Linked DNA regions of Sus scrofa: all the other regions are linked to region 1. A link is a contact called in public promoter capture Hi-C data. All regions are on one chromosome and are shown on one strand. The core of a region is the stretch at or near the end of the contact, and the rest is flanking DNA. Distances in the headings are between cores, read along the strand shown.

The links. Promoter capture Hi-C pulls out the DNA fragments that hold promoters and counts their contacts.
Region 2: a promoter capture Hi-C map of fetal skeletal muscle shows a contact between it and region 1, with 4 times the contacts expected there. The contact joins the promoter of CTNNBIP1 here to the promoter of PGD in region 1. A contact is called at or near these places in 3 of 5 promoter capture datasets (fetal liver, fetal skeletal muscle and liver) and 1 of 2 datasets of contacts at active chromatin or transcription factors (alveolar macrophages).
Region 3: a contact with region 1 is called in a promoter capture Hi-C map of liver, with 4 times the contacts expected there. The contact joins the promoter of UBE4B here to the promoter of PGD in region 1. A contact is called at or near these places in 1 of 5 promoter capture datasets (liver), 1 of 47 Hi-C or Micro-C datasets (liver) and 2 of 2 datasets of contacts at active chromatin or transcription factors (alveolar macrophages and skeletal muscle).

Annotation. Positions count from the first base shown.
Region 1 is chr6:70,673,249-70,678,072 of Sscrofa11.1, reverse strand. PGD (6-phosphogluconate dehydrogenase, decarboxylating) reads right to left here and starts at 2,322. Exons shown (of 14, transcript XM_003127557.4): 1 at 2,179-2,322; 2 at 1,489-1,564; 3 at 644-823. The coding sequence starts at 2,186.
Region 2 is chr6:70,239,512-70,244,335 of Sscrofa11.1, reverse strand. CTNNBIP1 (beta-catenin-interacting protein 1) reads left to right here and starts at 2,776. Exons shown (of 4, transcript XR_002344887.1): 1 at 2,776-3,059.
Region 3 is chr6:70,343,013-70,347,836 of Sscrofa11.1, reverse strand. It overlaps UBE4B (ubiquitin conjugation factor E4 B), which reads right to left and starts at 2,048. Exons shown (of 27, transcript XM_021095312.1): 1 at 1,287-2,048. The coding sequence starts at 1,310.

The sequences.
Region 1 (4,824 bases), core at 1,073-3,572:
AATTATTTAACAATTTGAGAACTGCTACCTTATAGGAATACTGAGAAAAATGAAATCTATTTCTAAATGTGGACAGGCAGGTTTATCGGTGAATAGCACTCAACATTCATCTTACATAATCTGAACTAAGGTTTTCTGAATGTCACCGAGACAACTACTGTCTCCATCCCGGTTGACGATAAACTTTTTTTTTTTTCCTTTTCTAGGGCCGCTTCCCGTGGCATATGGAGGTTTCGAGCTGTGTCTGCGACCTACACCACAGCTCACAGCAATACCAGATCCTTAACCTACTGAGCGAGGCCAGGGATTGAACCCGCAACCTCATGGTTCCTAGTCAGATTCGTTAACCACTGCGCCACGATGGGAACGCCGACGGTGAATTCTTACTGAAATGTCTCTTGGTGTCGTGTTGTCAGAATTTTATACAGAAGGAGTTATTACCACCCGAGGATATGTTGTGACTTAACTGGTGCCAATCAGGTTAACAAACGCTGAGACGTTTAAGCAACAGTTTTGAACGGATCAGATCCAGAAACTGAAAGGGGAAAAAGATCTCTTAAGCAAAAAGAAACGAAACAGCTAAAGGAAGGGAACGAGAGAAGTGCTGCCCACAGGGCCGCAGCTGGGAGGGCGCGGGCCTCACCAGTTTTTCAATGAAATCATCCACAGCCTGACCAGCCTTCACCAGTAGGATGATCCGCCGCGGCTTCTTCAGCATGGAGACCATCTCCTCCAAGGAGCGAGCACCAACCACCCTGGTTCCCTTTGCCTCATTGGCCAAGAAATCATCCACTTTGGAGACTGTCCGATTAAAAGCACAGACCTGGAAGGGCAAAGGCCTGATCAGGAGACCTAGGACACACGAGACCTTCACACCGTAGGCTGAGTAACAGCAGGATTTCTGTGCAGCCCAAGGTTTGGAGGCCAGACCCTGTTTTATCTTTTCCCCACCCAGTGGTGACTGATCACCATAAAGCTAATTTTAACAGGATGAAAAGGCAAAGGTCAACTGCCAGAGATACATGGGGCTAGCTAGTCTCATTATTTGGTTAGGACTCAAATCTAGGAACAGAAGGTTCCAGACTGTTATCTTTTGTTTCTGGTGATCCTTGTATCTAAACTAGTTTAGTATTCACACCGAACTTGCCTCCAGATGCCATTAGGCAATAAAGTTAGAGCTATCCACATCCAGCAGGGTTTCGCCTCCTTAGGCTCCAGACGGGCTTACTCAAGGCTGCAAACCTTTCAGAACCCACAGGCTCACTGAGCAGGACTCTTCTTCTTGAGACAGTCGTGGGGCTGGCCCTCCAAATCCCAGAAGTAAAGTGTTGCTTCTCTCTCTCTTGCAAAAATGTGATAAGCAGCCACAGAGTATATATAAAGAGAACTATCTTACAGGTTATATGGGATCTTTGAAACCAGAACGATCACCAGCATTCAGGCCAAAGCAGCAAGAACCCCTAAGAGTGTGTGTCCCCCCTGACTTACCACAAAGCCGTGGTCGTTCATGTTCAGAATTAAGTTCTGGCCCATGACGGCCAGTCCAATCAGTGCAATATCAGCCCTGAAAGCCAAAGGAAACTGCGTCAGCTGCACTTGGTTCATTACACCTCAAGGACCCAGCATTTTGGAGCTTTTGCTCTTTGTTGAATAACCCGCCTTAACGCTCCTCCATCCCCCTCCCTCCTTTTGCACTTCAGAACCCAGGCTTGCAGCCTTCCTGGAAACTACAGACGGGCCACCCACTCTGCTACTTCACGGATTCGCGAGTTCTCAAGACCTAGCAAACATGCACGCAGAAGGGTGGTCTCGGGGTAACCTCTTCTGTGCTCCGGCCGAGCTGGTAACGACCCCGTTCCAGGCGTCCCGCCCGCCGTCCCCGGGCCCTGGCTCCCCTCGGCCACGCCCGTCCCCTCCCCTCCCTCCTGCGCTTCCTAGGAACCGGATCCGCCGGCGCCACCGCGGGGGGCAGAGGAGCTGGGTCCGAGGAAAAGCGAGGTCGCGGGCTCCCTCGGGGTCCAGCGGTTCCGGAGCCTGGGCCCGAGGGGGCTGAGACCATGGAGGTCCAGGGCTCCGGGCGCCACGAGGCCGGGCTCCGGCGACCCCCGGCACCGAGGCGACGTCGGGGGCAGCTCGGGCCTCGGAAAGTTTCCCGGCCGCCCGCAGGTGGTCACTCACTGGGCCATGGCGGCGGCAGAGCGGGCTGGAGCGAGCAGAGCGGAAGGCAGGAAACGCACGGCGCGGACAACCGGGACTGAACCCCGTCCCGGCTCGCTTCCCCTGGCCGCGGCCGAGGCTTCCCAGCGCCGGCCAGTCAGAAGGGAGGGGTGGAGCTATGGAGCTCAGCCATTGGTCCGCTCCAGCGCCTGTTAGACCACCTGAGGAAAATGGGCTTGCCCACTCCTAGGGCTGGCTCAGGAGAGCGCCGAGCACATCGATGACATCGCTCCGGCGCTCGCGGGGGCGTGGCGCTGGTCACCCGCGCCGGGACTGGCGGAGGGCGGGGGCAGAGGACAAGCGGGGCCCGGATTCTGCTCCGCTGCAAGGTGCGGTAGGGTGATGATGGCTCACGTCCCGCAGCGCTTTCCAGGACAGAGGGCCTTGAACGCCTGTGGTCCAAGTGTCCATTCCCATTGCTGTGGTGCACACCTGAGGTGTTTTTTTGGTTTTTGGTTTTTTTTTTTTTTTTTGTCCTTTGTCCTTTTAGGACCGCACCAGTGGCATATGGCGGTTCCCAGGCTAGGGGGGGTCCTAATCGGAGCTGTAGCCGCTGGCCTAGCCAGAGCCACAGCAATGCGAGATCCAAGCGAGTCTGCGCCCTACACCACAGCTGATGGCAACACAGGATCCTCAACCCACTGAGCGAGGCCAGGGATTGAACCCACACCTCATGGTTCCTAGTCAGATTCATTAACCACTGAGCCACGACAGGGAACTCCAGTGCACACCTGAGTTTAAGCTTGAAATCTCTGGACCTCTGGGCAGGGCCGGGGGGTGTATTCTTGTCTGTGGACACGTGTGATGGGTGCCAGGAAATGTTGCTCCTCACCACGACCTTGAGTGGGAGACGTGTAGCCCCTTTTTGCAGATGAAGAAACTGGCGCAGAGAGGGCAGGCTGGGAATGTACTTGCTGGGGTGGGATGGGGCCGGGCTTGGAGGTCGTGTCACTGAACCCCTTCCCAGCTAAGGAACTAGAAGCGACGCGATGGTGAAAGATCGGTCTAGGACATTAAATATATCTCCCACCGGCAGGAGTCCTGGGTGCACAAGGCATCTTGATCCTCCGCAGGGGACCCTGCCGCCTCCAGCGCAGATCCTTGTGGACTCGCCCAGCTCCTCCAGCACTTTTTAAGGGTTTTTGATTTCTGTGAATGATTCACCGAACAGAGCCTTGCCCTTAGTAAATGTTCAACAGATGTTTAATTACTAGTATCACACAGCTAGTTAGCAGCTAGTTAGCGGCCTCTTGTGCCTATTTCAAGGCCAAGGCTATTTCCATCACACCAGTTGCACAGGTTACTTTGTAATGTAGGTTTTAACAGATACTGTTATAACTTCCATGTTAGCAATGTCCCACAATAGCTGGTTTCCCGCCCCCCCCCCAGGCATGTGGAAGTTGACAGGCTAAGGATGGAACTCCTGTCCCAGCTGTAACCAGAGCCACAGCAGTGACAATGCCAGATCCTTAATCTGCTGAGCCAGTAGCGTCCTCCTAGTGGTTTTTTCCTAATGAAAGTTGTATGTTAATTAAATCACAGTAACTATTTTTTTTTAAATGCAATAGTGGCATCTTACGCTGAAAGTTAAAAATGATACCATAGTCCACTTTATCTTGTATTTTTTCTATATTATGGTTTCTCCACTAGAGACATTCTTTTTATCAATTTTTTTTTTTTTTTGTCTTTTGTCTTTTTGTCTGTTGTTGTTGCTATTTCTTGGGCCGCTCCCGCGGCATATGGAGGTTCCCAGGCTAGGGGTTGAATTGGAGCTGTAGCCACCGGCCTACGCCAGAGCCACAGCAACGCGGGATCCAAGCCGCGTCTTCGACCTGCACCACAGCTCACGGCAACGCCGGATCGTTAACCCACTGAGCAAGGGCAGGGACCGAACCCGCAACCTCATGGTTCCTAGTCGGATTCGTTAACCACTGCGCCACGACGGGAACTCCTTTTTATCAATTTGATCTTTTCCTTGAGTTACTTCCGTATTTGCCTGTTTTGCACCAGCTGGACCTTCACCCCTGGAGGTACAATGTTTCTCTTCTTTTTCACTCTCCCATTGCCTGGTACATGTTAATGGACCATGGTTGACTCACTGTATAGATGTCCAGGTTGGGGCCAAGCTGAGCACAGAATTTCCTCTTGAGGGCAGTCATTTCTTCTCGCTTCTACTGGTTGCAAAAATTAAAGTTGTAAGCAAGACTGACATTTATTTAAAGCTATAATCAAGGTGCCCTGGCCGCCCTCGGTGCTTCCCTGAAGGGTAAAGACGTGAATAGGAGACGTGAACCCATAAGCCAGGCAGACAAGAGAGTGCGAGCTGATGGCCATGGCCACAGCCACGCTAGCCCTGCACCGAGACCTGGGCCTAAAACAGGTGACTCAGTAGCTTTGGATGAACCAGGCCGGCAGGAACCTTGGAGTTCTCCCAACCCAATGTCTCACAAGCCAGTGTGCAGGGAGGCGTGTTAAATGTGATTTCTGATACCACAGGTCTGAGACAGGCCAGGAGATGTGCATTTTACCAGGACCCCCGGATGATTGAGTGCTGGTGAAAACAACTCTCAAAGGGTAGTCAGGACTCTGGAAGCCCCTCAGACACCT
Region 2 (4,824 bases), core at 1,527-4,026, 430 kb after region 1:
GATCCCGAGTTGCTGTGGCTCTGGCGTAGGCCTGTGGCTACAGCTTTGATTGGACCCCCTAGCCTGGGAACCTCCATATGCCACGGGAGCGGCCCAAGAAATAGCAAAAAGACAAAAAAAAAAAGAAAAGAAAAGAATATGAGCAAGAATGGATATTACATGTCAGCCGAATCACCTTGCTGTGCATCAGAAACTAATAGAAGATGGTAAATCAACTATCCCTCAATAAAAAGAAAAGAAAAACCTCCTTGAAGAAGACCAAATATTCAGTCAGGTGAAGGAGAGAGAAGCGCTTAAGAGCCACTGAGGCAAAGGGAACTGTACACTGAGACGGACCAAAGCACAAAGAAGTACCCCACGATCAAGGACTAGGGAGAAGAAGGGCCAAAGCCCAGTCGGCAAAGGCTCTTCAAGATGGAGCTGGAGGCAGATCATGCAAGGCCTTGTTGCCATGCTAAATATTCCGAACCGCATCAGGAATCTCACTGAACAGCAGAGATGTGAGAAGATCAGGACATTTTTAAGACCCCTTTAGTTGCTGTGTGGGCAAAGGATTGAGGGTTTTAGGGAGAGCCTGAATGAAAACACACTTGCAAGTTAGTTATTGCTGGAGCCAAGGTGAGAGCTGATGATGGGTTAAAATTAGGAGTGGAGAAGTGGAGATGGTAAGATGTCAGGAGAGTCAAGATTTGGTCTGGGAGTGGAAAAAAACATGGACTGGACTGAAGGGATAACAGAGAGAGTGGTGTCAAAGATACCCTTAAGTTTTTGTTTGTTTTTTGGTTTGTTTTGTCTTTTTAGGGCTGTACTGTGGCATATGGAGGTTCCCAGGCTAGGAGTTGAATCAGAGCTACAGCCGCTGGCCTACACCACAGCCACAGCAATGCCAGATCTGAGTCTCATCTGTGACCTACACCACAATTCACAGCAACTCTGGATCCTTTACCCACTGAGCGAGGCCAGGGATCGAACCTGCCTCTTCATGGATACACGTCAGATTCATTTCTGCTGAGCCACAACGGGAACTCCAAAGATACCTTTAAGTTTCTGGTGCAAGTAATTGGGTGGCATGGTGACAGAGAAAAGGCAATGTAGGGACCTATTAAGTGTGAGATGAGGCTGGATTAAAATGTAATTTGGTCAAGGGACTAGAGCTTCTTTATCCAATAACACAGCCACATGTGGCTCTTGAGCAAGTGAAAGATGGCTGGTCTGAATTGAGATGTACAATAAGTGTGAAGTATACATATTTCCAGACTGGATGAAAAGAATGTAATTTTTACACTGCTTACATGGCTAAGATGATAATATTTTGGATGTTTTGGGTTAAAAATATGATTTCGATTAAATAAAAAATGTGAGTGGGAGTTACACTGCTGCTCAGCAGTAAGGAACCTGACTAGCAGCCATGACAAAGCGTGTTTGATGCCAGGCCTCGCTCAGTGGGTTAAGGATCCTGCATTGCCATGAGCTGTCACTATAGGTTGCAGACTTGACTCTGATCATGTGCTGCTAAGGCTGTGGTATAGGTCAGCAGCTGTAGCTCAGATTGGACCCCTAGTCTGGGAACTTCCATATGCCCCGAGTGCGGTCCTTAAAAAAAAAAAATAATAATAACAACATGGACGTTAGAGAATATAAATACAGTAAAAAAAAAAAAAAAAAAAAAAAAAAGTATCTCTTATTCTCATTGCATAGGGGAGGGGAAGGAAAGTCCGAAGAGTGGAAGAGGATGAACAGAAAAAGAGTGAAAAGGCTGGGGAAAATCGGGCAGTAAGGCCTCTAAACTGTGGATATTGTCACCCTATGCAATCCTTAAGTTAAATGTCGAAAGTGAGGCTACACTTAAAGATACGCGTCTCTTTAAAAGGGAAAGTGGGTGTTCAGAACAATTTCCATTTTGCCTAAAAAGGGGCGGCTTCTCATTTACTTTCTCCAGGACCAGATTAGATAAAGTCAGACTTTCTACAGAAACAAACATTTTAATCAAGGACCCCCTTCTCCCCAGAAAAATGCACTCGCTACCATACACACGATATTCTAAGTTTAACGAACCCACAGAGGCCCATCCCTGGGCTCTCTGGGCTCGGTGGATTCCAGGTCAGACAGCACCTCCCCGCGTCCGGTGCCCGCCCCCCCCCCCCCCCCGGTTGGAGAGTGGGCCTGCTTCAAAGGTAGCGTCAATATTCCCAGCTCCACGACGCAGGAAGACCACGCTTCTAAATGTTTTGCAACCTCGTCCATTTCAGATTTTTCGGCGGTCCTGGGTAAACCGGTGTCCCCAAGGATTTCGTCCCGTCTAGCCGCTCCCATTTTTAAACACAGACTCGTGTGTGGGAGAGGCCATTATTTTTACGGGATCACTGTGCTTCTGGAGCAGCTAGGGACAGGCAGAGTTTTACCGCAGCGCCAGCTCCATCCTTAGCTGGGGCTCCGCCCCCAGGCCGCCTCCTCCTCAGAGCCACCGCCCCTCCTGCCCCGCCAACCCTCGACCTGCTCTGGCCCTTTGCTCTGAGAGCCCCTCGGCCACTACCCGCGACCGGGTTCCACCCTCTCATCTCGTGGCTCCACCCCAGAGGCACCGGCCCGCCCCTCCCGAGGAGCCCAATGAGGGTGCCCAAGCGGCCAGCAGCATCCGCCCCTCAGATGGAAGCTCCGCCCTGCTAGCCGATTTAACCAACGAGCGCACAGGGCACGCCCACATCTAGCCACGCCCCTGGGTCCGGCCCCCCGCCGCCCTCCACCTCCCGGGCGTTGCTGTGGCCGCGCCTCCGCCGCCCGCGCGGCCAGATGCCGCCCCTCCGCCGGTCCCTCCCTCGGCCGCCTGGCGCCTCCCTCCCTCCCCGCCGCGGTGACTCACGGAGCGGGAGGCGGAGGCTGAGGCGGCCGCTCCCGCTGCTGCTGCTGCTGCTGCTGCTGCTGCTGCTGTGCTGCTGGTGCTGCTGCTGCTCTGCCGCTGCCGCCGCGGCTGCTCGGGCTGTGAGCGCCCAGGAACAGGCCGCCGCGCGCCGCTCTCGGACCCGCAGCCCCCGCCGGCCCTGCCGGGTCGGGCGGCCCAGGTAAGCTCCGAGGCCCGCTCGCACCCGGAGCACCCGGGCCCGCGCCGCGCCGGGGCTCGGGGGGAGCTGCCGGCCCTTTGTCTCCCGGGGAGGGGCCGCGGAGGGCGCCCCCAACCCTGCTCTGACCCACTGGTCGGGCCCCCGGTACTGCGCCCTGGTCTGGGCCTGGCCTCCTGCCCTGCCTGGACGCCGCTTCCTCCTCCAGATCGCCGTCCCTACCCCCGACCCTGGGGCAGAACGCCATCCAGCCGTCCTCACCCCCGCTCGGGGGTCGCCTCCACAGGTGTCCGAGCCATCCACTCTGTTGCTCACCCCACTGCATCGGCGCGGTTGTCATGTCTAACAGCACTCCGGGTCCCCTACCCTCTTGTCTCTTCCCTCACCTGCGCCCCGCTCGCAGCATCCTGACCCTCCGTATAGAGGCCCCCATATTTCCCCAAACTAAGTGCTGCCAAGGTCTGGCCATTGGGCCGCCCTTCCTCTCTCTGGTCTGGGATTGAACTGCCGTCTCCATCCCACCTCTCCTAGTGGGTGTTCCTGGAAGGTACGCATCTCGGCACATGTCTCACCGGTATGGCCGGCGTGTATATGAGAGCCTGCAAAACTACCCACCCAGAGCCCCAAATTGCACTTCTAGCCTCCTTTTCATCACCCCCACCCCAGCCACCTTCTTCTTCCTTGAACCTGGACACATAGGTCTGGATGCCCCACCTCTGTGGGGCCCCACATGCCTTCCTCTCCCTTGCGTGCTGAACTTGTCTGAGCAGTACCTGCTTTCAGGGTAGCCCCTGGGAAGGCCCAGGAGGCCTGTGTTGGCAGCAAATCAAGAGTTTTGTGAACAGTGAGGTGTGTGGCTTGCAGCACCTCCTGTCCGAGGGTCTAAGTGTGCTCTCACTGTTAATTGTTTTGTCTCCTGTCACTCATCAAACCCAGGGAAGTGTGCCCGGCCGACTGCTGGGTAAATAGAGGCACAGGATGTATGGGTAAAGGACCTGGAGACAGGTCAGCGTTTGCTCCCTAGTGTCTTGGCTCTTCGTTCCCTGCTGTGACTCCTGGGCTCTAGTTCCTGGCTTTAGACTCTTTTTTTTTTTTTTTTTTTTTTTTTTTTTTGTCTTTTTTGCTATTTCTTGGGCCACTGCCACGACATATGGAGGTTCCCAGGCTAGGAGTCCAATCGGAGCTGTAGCCACCGGCCTATGCCAGGGCCACAGCAACGCGGGATCCGAGCTGCATCTGCAACCCACACCACAGCTCACAGCAATGCCGGACCATTAACCCACTGAGCAAGGGCAGGGACCGAACCCACAACCTCTTGGTTCCTAGTCGGATTCGTTAACCACTGCGCCACGACGGGAACTCCTGGCTTTAGACTCGTAAGTGATTACTGATCTCTTGAGCTGTTAAAGTGTCTAGAGATATCTCTTGAGCTGTTAAAGTGTCTAGAGATATCAGGTTCCTCTGATTTAAAGCAGGACCTTGTGGAGTTCCCTGGTGGTCTAGGGGTTAGGACTTGGTGCTTTCACTGCTGTGGCCTGGGCTCCATCCCTGCTCTGGGAACTAAGATGCCACATCAAGCTGCTGTAGCTACGGCAAAAATAAATAAAAATAAATAAATAAAGCAGGACTTTGAATTATAAATAAAGGCACCAGCTGTTAAATGCCAACGTGTCATTCATGGTTTCCTGGTGGAGTGAGTGGTCCTTGTAAATACAAGTCGCAGAGACTCACCCATTCAATAATGAGTGCTTACTCCGAGGCGAGGCAG
Region 3 (4,824 bases), core at 799-3,298, 330 kb after region 1:
AAAGAACTTTTTAAAAGCACCACATAAAACAAAGTGCCTCTAAGGGGAATCTCCTGATAGGTCCTCACTGAAAGAAACCGTACGATATTTCCTAGTTTAAGATTACATTATTGATGTATTTAGAAAACAAAGTCAGTAACACCAAACGGGCGATCCTGACTTTCCAAACACAACCAGGTATCAAAACCAAAAAAATGATTTGCTACCCTTCCTATGTGACCCCTAACCCACCACTTGCCTGACTCATCCCTGGAGAATTTGTTCCCAGGTAAACACATCAATTACTCTGTAGCTAAAACTGAAGCATGGAAGTTTTATAGCACAACCAACCTAATGGATGACTACCTTCATGATACTGTAGGGAAATTGTACATGAACCAGAGGAAGAAATGGTAGGCTGAAGAGAGTAAGGCCAGCAGGGTCCTGAAAGGCAAGATCCCAATGTGTAAAAATGAAGGGAAAAGTCAACAGAGGCACAGGAAATTCCTTGTAGCCTAAATGCCACTGTTTTTAATGATTATTATTAAATTATCTTGAACACATCAAGAAGGGGATGCGAAGACTCCTTTCTGAAATAATAATGAGGGGGTCCACAAAGTCATGTGCTTCCTGTTTGGTGTCTGCAACAGCATAACACAAGTTTGAAAGGGACAAAAACTAGAAGAAAGCAGAATGAAAGAGAAGTAAGCCAGAAGTCAGCGGTCTGTTAAAATGCTAGAATTTAACTGTAATTGACTAAGCTATTGAGAAGAAATGTATTGCGTTCAACATCAAAGAAATCTGTAGGTCACCCCCAAACACAAATGTAATGTTTAATTAACTTCTACGATGAAATGGCCATAAAAACTCGGGATTTCAAATCTTTCAAAAACATACACCCATGCATTGATTCCATCCAAAATTATTCTTTAAATCTCTGCAGTACGGCGCGCGCGCGCGAGGGCCAGCGCCAGCGCGAGCGCGCACAGACACACGCACAACTTGATGTAAATCTAGCCTTTCCTGCTTAAACACCCTGAGAGAGGAATGAAAGGCTCAATATGCTCTCCCCTTCTTTAGACCCTAAAAGACTCGAAAACAAGCAAAAGGAGTTCAGGATGAAAAAAGAAGGCAAAGGAATACAAGCGAATACAACCAGAGATCCTCTCAGGGACTCATTTTATTCTTGGAAAATGTCATCTCCATTCCTGCCCAAAGGCCAGGCACCACTGGCGCAATCTCCTCCCTATCCGAAACGCCAGAGAGTTGGCCAACTCATCTCCCAATGTGTCCCCCAACCTCCTCACCTCATCAGCGCTCAGCTCCTCCATCGCTTTCCTCTTAATGGTGAAAGGCGTTACGGAGAGATCCTTCTGTTCTTTGAGACCAGGGCGGGAGGAGAGTGGAAGGTGTCTTTCGGGCTGTCTGGTCCCCCGAATGGGGGAGGTTTCAGAATTGCATAGTCAGAGGTTAAAAAATAAGAACACGAGAGGCACTGAAATGCCTTGGCGTCAGTCACTCCAATCGCCCCAGAGACTCCTACAGCTGCTTATCCCCGAGCAGCCTCCTCTGACTGCCACTGCTGCTGCTACAGGGTTATCTTAAGGCGCCACTTATTACCCTCTGCTTCCCAGGTTACCCAGACTAGCGAGCTCGGTCTCCAGCTCGCCTCGCGCTCGAAGCCTGCTGTGTCTTCGGGGTGGTGGCGCGGCAGCGGATCTTCCCACCGCAGATCTTGCTCTCCTACCCACCCTTTGCCCCTGGCGGGAACAGTTCAACTGCAGAGTGGGTGCCCCGAGGTAAGGCGACCCCAGAGCCGCCCAGGCAGAGCCCAGCACTGACGAGGGAAGCTCCTCCCCTCCCAAAGCAGGCCGGCCACGCCCCGCCTCCACGCCAGAGCCCGGGCAGGGGGGAGGGGTGGACTGGACTCGCGATGCTCGGGCTGGAAGAGTAAAACCTCCTACCCCTCCACCCCTACTCTTACCCCCTCGCCCCACCAAGTATTATTCATCAAAACAACAGGGCGGCCATCTTTGAAAGGGATCACGTGATCCCGCCAGGGAGGCGGGGCTTCTGGCCCCAAGACGAGGCAGCCAATGGGCCGCGGGCGGCGCGCCGCCGATTTCCTCTCGCCTGCATCTCCTCCCGCCCCCGCCCCACCCTCTTCCCCGCCGCCGCGCGGGGCGGGGGAGGGGCGAGCGGGGCCGCGGGCTGGGGGCGGGCGGAGCGCGGGGGGCGGGGCGGCGCGCTGCCATGGCGACGGCGCGGGCGGCGGGCGAGGCCGGCAGGGCCCCGGTAGGTCCCCTGGAGGACCGCGCGGGCTGGCGGCCGCGGGGAGCGAGCACACGCACCCACGCCGGGAGGGGTGGCCAGGAGGGGACGCCCGCCCGCGACTAGGTCCTACAGCGCCTCCGTTGTTCCCAGACGCTCCTTTCTAGCGACTCAAAAAGGCCACTTCCCTCCACGATGCAGGCGAAATGAAATAAAACAGAAAACGCCTCCTTTCTCGGAGGAGCGTACTCTGCCAGACCGCTCACATTCTGAAAAACCTTTCTACGTACACTCTTCTACCTCCACAAACAAAGCCCATTTAGAAGAAAACTCTGACCCAAGTAGAACTTTCTTTCATAATTGTCCTTTTGTTTCTTTATATTTTATTTTTTCGACCGCCCCGCTGGCATGTGGAGTTCCTGGGCCAGGGTCAGAGCTCACCCATGGTTGAGGTGCAGGTTAGGGATCGAACCTGCGTCCCAGTGCTCTCCAGACACCGCAGATCCTGTTGTGCCACAGGGGCAACTTATTATTGTCCTATCAGAGATAGTTTCTGATTTTTTTTTTCAAGTGCGTCCCAAAATGCTGGCAAAATTTGGGAGTTCCCCGTCATGGCCTAGTGGAACCGAATCTGACTAGTATCCATGAGGACACAAGTTCGATCCCCGGTCTCACTCAGTGAATTAAGGATCCGAGCGCGATGCCCTGAGCTGTGGCGTAGGTTAGAGACATACCTCGGATCCTGCCTTGCTCTGGCTGTGGTGTAGGCCGAAGGCTACAGCTCCGGTCTGACCCCTGGCCTGGGACCCTCCATATGCCACGGATGGGGCCTTAAAGAAAAAAAAAAAAAAGATAAAAAAAATTCGACATCACCAAGAATTATTCTATTAGCAACCTTCGAATGTACAATACAGTATTGTTAACTGTGGTCCCTGTGCTGTAGATTACATCCCCAGGACTGACAAATGGAAGCTTGTACCTTTTGCCCACCCACTACCCCTCTCTGGCAGCCACCAATCTGTTCTCTGAAGAATGCAATCACGTTTAAAACATACAGATCTAAATAGAGCGATCAACATAACAATATCATGAAATTCCAGATTTTGCCACATATGAAGAAGAACATACTGAATGGGCTCATTGACTTACCCATAATCGTAAAGATTGCATTCCAGAATTAAAAGTCACAATTTTTTTCTCCTTACTTCAAATAGTAACATGACAGCTAGATATGTAAGGGATTTGTAAGTAAAATTAAAGCACTGCTGGCTTTCCGCTCTCCAGGAAGGGAATTCTGTGTAAGCCAGACTTTTTTTTTTTTTTTTTTTGTCGTTTTGCCTTTTCTAGGGCTGCTCCTGCAACATTTAGAGGTTCCCAGGCTAGGGGTCAAATCGGAGCTGTAGATTGATGGCCTATGCCAGAGCCATAGCAATGCCAGATCTGAGCCGTGTCAGCTCACGGCAATGCCAGATCCTTAACCCACTGAGCGAGGCCAGGGATCGAACCCACAACCTCATGGTTCCTAGTTGGATTCGTTAACCACTGAGCCACAAAGGGAACTCCTGTGTGAGCCAGACTTTAGACTCCTGGTAACACTGATGTTAATACATTTACTTCTTTTTAAAAATGTGATCATTGCTGTATTATTCACGTAACATACAATTTACACGTTTAAAGTGTACAATGGTCTTAAGATATTCACAGTTATTCAACCATCACCACTAAATTCAAGAACATTTCTTACCCCACAAAGAAAGCCTAAGCCTATTAACAGTCACTCCCCTTCCTCCCCTCCTCTCCCTGGGGGCAACCCCTGATCTTCTTCCTGTTTCTATGGATTTACCTACTCTGGACATGTCACGTCACTGGAATCCTCCCCTATGTGATTTTTTTTTTTTTTTTTTTTTTTGTCTCTAGCTGCTTTGACTCAGCTTATGTGTTCAAGATTTATCCACATTATAGTAAAATATCAGTACATCGTTTCTCTAATGCCAAGTAATATTCCATTGTATGGACATACCATGCGTTGTGCAGAGACATTTTGGTGGTTTCTGTCGTTTGACTATTAGGAAGAATGCTGCTGTAAACATTACTGTGTAACTTTCTGTGTGGACACGTGTTTTAATTTCTTTTGGGTACATACCTAGGAGGAGAATTTCTGGGTTATATGTTTCACTTTTCAAGTAACTGGCACTCTTTCCCAAAGCAGCTTCACAATTGTACATTCCACCAGCAAAGTATGAGGGCTCCAGTTTCTCCAGAGTCCTTACCAGCACTTGTTAGCGTTTTTTTTTAACATAGCCACAGTCGCGTAGATGTGAAGTGATATCTCATTTTAGGTTTGTGGTTTTGTTTCTCTGAGAGCTAACGATGTTCAGCATCTTTCCATGTGCTCATTAGCCATTTATATACCCTCTTTGGACAAAAATCTATTCAGATCCTTTGGTCATTTTTTTAATGGGGTTGTCTTTTTATTGTTTGTTTATTTTGGTCTTTTGTCCTTTTAGGGCCACGCCCACGGGCATATGGAGGTTCCCAGGCTAGGGGTCTAATCAGAGCTATGGCTGCTGGCCT